Linked DNA regions of Gossypium hirsutum: region 2 is linked to region 1. The links are chromatin contacts, called in public Hi-C maps. All regions are on one chromosome and are shown on one strand. The core of a region is the stretch at or near the end of the contact, and the rest is flanking DNA. Distances in the headings are between cores, read along the strand shown. Region 1 holds the start of LOC107933966 (probable xyloglucan glycosyltransferase 6). Region 2 holds the start of LOC107954689 (E3 ubiquitin-protein ligase CHIP).

Region 1 (2,711 bases), core at 89-2,588:
TGAGACCGAGAGTGTAATCGTAACTAAGGGTGGTAAACAACTCAATTGAGGGTAATTAATGACTTAGTTGATAATTAGAGATTTAATTGATTATAGGCCAAGAGCTCGCATCGTTGACACTATGAATAGGAAATTCCATTAGGTTAATTTAGGGTAATTAATTTAATTAATATTTTAATTTAGATTCACACTATTAATTAGTGACTCGATTATATTAGTAATTATTTTCTGTAATTAATTTAATAATAAAATTCTCCAATCTACAATCCCTTAGGTTCAATCATCGGAATACTTACCGGTGTTCCATTGTAACACAAAACTATATTACAATTTGACTTGTTCGCTTGTAGAAACCAAACTTAATTATATATATTATTTGCACGATTTTTACTCTAAATGTTTACAGGTTTGGAGGTGATCAATAGATGACATATTAGTCTTTTAATCAATTTGCTCATTTCCAATTAGACTAAGTACATGTTTAGGTTCATCTACTAATACAAGTTTTTTCGTATTACAATTTGACCACGTAATATAGCTTAGTATTAGTTAAACATTAGATAACCAATGAGCAAATATTTGCTTCTATTTTGCTTTGAATGCAAAAACATTGATGACAATATACAAAGGATATTCATGTAATTAATGAATGTTATTATTAAATCAATTTGTTCGAAATATATAAGTATACAAAATGAATATACTACACTTAGGACATCAGATCCAACAATATGCCAATGAGTTTTTCTAAGAGAATCGCTTTGAGGAGTGGTTCCGAGGGATGTGTGTCCAAAATGAGTGTTCAAGGAGTGGGGGTATAATAAATTGTAAGTAAAACAAAATTTAAACACATAAATACATCATATTAAGAATACTAAATGAATACAATTGTTTATAATGGTGTTATCATCAATATTAAGATAGTGTTGAATTAATTTGTAACACCAACTCAATTAACAATATTATTTATTTATATACATTTAATAGAAAATGTATTAAAGTGTGCATAATAAAATTAAAATGTATAAAAGAATCAAAATAAAATTTTGGTTGAAAAGAAAATTTAATGTTTTACAATACAATTGGTGTGGTTTTAAATCTTTCAATATGTAATTTTTTATTATTTTTTAAAATAAAAAAATAAAAAAATTATCTTATAATATAATTTATTTTATAAAAATTGCATTAATATATGAGCTTAAATAATAAAAATATAAGATATAATATCATAATGGAGAAATTAACAGCAGAAAGCGACGCGCCATCACGTCATTATCTCACGATCGCCACTTCATCCCCGTGATTAGCGCGTGTAAGTCAGAAATCTGGATTTAAGTTACACAAAATCGCACATGGCCTGCTTCTTAACTACAACTCTCCATAATAAAAATAAAAATTTATACAATAATTTTGTTACACTCTTACTAAATTTAGCTTTCTTTTCCCTTCCTCTTCCTCCAAGCACAACAACAGCAAGGGAAAAAAACCAGAAGGAAAGGGAAAAGAAAAAAAAATACAGTAAGATCTCCCTGTTTCTCGACGTTTAATTTATTCATGTTTATTTGTTTGTTTGTCAAAAAATATATATTGTAATTTGGTGATTTATGTCTCGAGAGCCGAATTATGAGTTTCAAGAATGGTGGAACAAGCAAAGGGAGAAGAACCACGACTTTTTCACCAATGATAGTAACAATGCTAACAAAGGATTCCTGACCGTTGAGATCAGGAGTCTCAATCCTGATCTGACGACCGAAAAAGATCGTTCCAGAAGCGCACGACAGCTATCCTGGATTTGTCTCTTGAGATTCCAGCAACTCGCTAACTCCCTCGCGTGGATCACAAACTCCTTCCTTCTCCTCCTCCGTACTGCCAACCGCCGAATCTCAGCTGCCGATTCCCCATGTGATTCCTCCGCTTCTAGGCTCTACCGTATAATTAAGTTCTTTCTGGTTCTCGTGGTCCTCTTACTTTGCGTCGAGTTAGTTGCCTATTTCAAGGGATGGCATTTCAGCCCCCCGTCGGCCGCGTCGGCAGAGGCGGCGGTCGAGCTTTTCTACGCCTTATGGCTCGAAATCCGAGCCGATTACTTGGCGCCTCCACTGCAGAGCTTGGCGAATGTGTGTATAGTGCTCTTCTTGATTCAGTCGATGGATCGTGTGCTGTTGATGCTAGGATGTCTCTGGATTAAAATTAGGAGAATCAAACCGACGGCAAGTATGGAGTATCCGATGGGGAGAGTAGAAACAGGGAATGTAGATGATTATCCCATGGTGTTAGTGCAAATTCCTATGTGCAATGAGAAGGAGGTAAGCAGATGTAGGTTTCACAAATTCCTAGCGAAAAATAAAATGTCACGTTTCTTTTTTTGTCGGTTTGTGGCTCAAATTTACTAATTCTGTTCTACGCCTTCAGGGATGTACTATTTAGGTTTGTTTGTTTGTTTGATTGTCAGTAAAATATTTTTAGGGTTTGTTTGATTGTCAGTAAAATATTTTTCGTAAAATAATTTCGAAAAAATGTTTTACTTTTCTGTAAAATGATTTATTGGAAAATATTTTCTGGTGTTTGATTGAATCTGTGTAAAATATTTTCGGCTGTTTAGCAGATTTCTGAAAATATTTTTCGAAAAATTTATTTTTACATATATTGATATATATTAATAAATTTTTATATTTTAAATTATTTTTACATATATTGCAATGATTTATTTA
Region 2 (2,711 bases), core at 135-2,634, 270 kb after region 1:
AGGTTAGCAAGTTGGAATAAAAGAACATTAAAATGAAAATTTTTAACCCAGTAGATAATTCAGATTTTGCATAAAAAATGGCAAAAACAACCGACATTGCAAAATCAAGTTTGATTTTACTTGGGAAAAGAAGAAACTGCCAGAAAACCATTAGATTTTGCATGGGAAATTAAGTTAAACAACCCAAGACGCATGATTATCTCAACAGTTCCAAACCAGCTTTTGATAGGTTTATAACTAAAGACTAACATAGCAAGGTATTTGCCACTTTAACTTCCAGAAGTCCTTAATTTTGCTTGAACCCATTCCCAGTTCCAATCCTACTCAGTTTCCAATTGGCGCTTGAAAGTCGACTAAACAACTAAACTTGACTCCTTTCTTAGGAAATAATCAAAGAGTTATAGATGACCTGAAAATGTCAGGCCGGTAGAAGCTTCAATCACCTTAATACTCGCCTAAGAACTTATTTTATTCTGCTATACATGATTTAGCATTACATCCAAAAGGGAAAAAAGAAAAACAAAAAACAAGGCAACCAAGAAGAATCAAATTTCAAGACATGGACGGGTCAGGGGTGTGTGAAATGTCATGATAATTAGGCGCACAACAAACCCTAAAAATCAGCATAACGGAATAAGAAATGAAAGAAGATTACCTTGACAGAACTGTAGTCAAGCTGAATAGCTCGCCGGCAATCCTCTTCCACTTTCAACCATTCACTGCGTCAAACCAAGAAAAGAGACACCTTCAAAAACCTTTTTTCCTCTTAAGAAAAAAAGGCACTATTTTTACATAAAAATTAATTATAAAAGGATTGCGTACATACTTCCGTCTGCGATGGCAAAGAGCGCGATTCGTCCAATATACAGGAACATTGGGGCATAACGTAATCGCCTTTAAACCCAAAAAATTACATAAATTTTATAAAAAATCAAAAAATTTAAGAAACTAATATAGCAAACAAAAACAATTTTTTTTCAAAAAAAAAAGGGAGGAGAGGAAGATTGTAGACCTCAGTATAAGCATCGATGGCTGCCCCAAAACGATCTTTCTTGAAATAAATGTTGCCATCTTTCCTCAATTGCTCCGCTTGTTTGGCTGCCGCGCTTAATGCCGAACCTGACACCATTTCTTTTCCTGAATGAAATATGTTAACCGTGAAGCGTAAACCAACGAAATCTGCGATTTGTTTCTTTTTTTTCCTCTTGAAGTTTATCTCTACAAAATTTTTTTTTTTTTTTGAATTTCAAATGTGGGAAATGAAATGAAGAAGGAAGCAGCAGCGCGACTTCGAAGAGGATTCAAGATTGTTCCAGGTGAAAGCAACCTCAAACGCAGAACCCTTGCGATTTTTTTATTTTTTTGGCCTTCTATTATGATTTTGGGCAGTGATGGCGTCACCTCTTGAGGATGCACTTATCTCACAGCCGAATAGGATTGGATGATACATACTTTAACTCTTAATTTTGGTCAATGCTGTTGGATTTCCTTGTTTTCTTGTATGACTTATGGATTTGAGAATCATTTTTCTCATTATTTTTTGATATTTTTTATATTTTAAAATCGAGTTAAATTTATTTATATTTTAAAAATAGTTGAGAATGTGATAAATATTAAATTTATTTATATTTTTTATTATATCTTATAAAATATTTTACATATTATAAAAATTCACAATGTATAATATAATTTTCAAATTAAAATGCACTTAACAAATATTTGTATTCGATATTTGTTGTTGAATTGTAAGTGAATAACAAAATATTTGTATAGTTAACAATCTCTTACTCTAGTGGTAAAAATATTGTATTGTAGGTATAAAAGTCTAGATTTAATTCCAAATAATTTCATATTCCATCTTTAATTATTAAAAAATATTATTATTTTATTAAATCAAAAGTAAAATAATAAAATATTTATTTTAAGTTTATAATTCACACAAATCTTAAATTTAATTTCTGAACAACTAATCACGAAAACAATTCTTCTTAATTCTTATTTAAACTTGGGCGTAATGGATAAGGTGTGTGAATGTTAAATAAGACAATCTTAGAGTCAAATAACATAAATACATCTGCATATATAAATATAATGATATAATCCAATACATATTAAAATCGAAATGTCTAATAAAAATTGAAAAAAAAATTACACCAATTATATATATATTAAAAATTATAAGCATTTTTTTTACTTTTTATTTGGTCAATTGATCCCAGAATGCTCCATGTGGCCCTGTCACTTGATAGATTGAATTTTTAACATGCAAATTTTTATTACAAACTTTGAGAAAATATTGTACATTCAGATTTTGTGTCAAAATTTAATTTGGAAATTTGGATTCAAATTTTTATTTATGAACTTTGAGAATAGTTACTATTACAAAGAATAATTTGGAAATTTGGATTCAAATTTTTATTTATGAACTTTGAGAATAGTTATTATTACAAAGAAAAATTCTATGGTTCTTCTCTTTGATAGAGATTCGACCCAAGGATCGTGTAGACATGATTTTGGAAGGATGAGATTTGCTTCAATGTGTTGGGAAATATGTCCATATTGTAGTAAACATGTAATTGTTATCTATTTATTTGAACGATAAATAAATAAATAAAGTTAATTTCGCATTTCACTATTATATCTTTTGTATTTATGTCTTTTATATTTTACATGCATAGCGAAATTGTGACAAACAAATATTAGCTAATTGA

What was found. A called contact is a pair of places that touch in the nucleus more often than the background predicts.
Region 2: a contact with region 1 is called in a Hi-C map of leaf, with 1.7 times the contacts expected there. The contact joins the promoter of LOC107954689 here to the promoter of LOC107933966 in region 1. A contact is called at or near these places in 6 of 34 Hi-C or Micro-C datasets (callus, leaf, petal and 1 more).

Annotation. Positions count from the first base shown.
Region 1 is chrD07:32,457,676-32,460,386 of Gossypium_hirsutum_v2.1, forward strand. It overlaps LOC107933966 (probable xyloglucan glycosyltransferase 6), which reads left to right and starts at 1,339. Exons shown (of 5, transcript XM_016866286.2): 1 at 1,339-2,306. The coding sequence starts at 1,605.
Region 2 is chrD07:32,730,686-32,733,396 of Gossypium_hirsutum_v2.1, forward strand. LOC107954689 (E3 ubiquitin-protein ligase CHIP) reads right to left here and starts at 1,385. Exons shown (of 8, transcript XM_016890321.2): 1 at 1,013-1,385; 2 at 827-894; 3 at 656-719. The coding sequence starts at 1,129.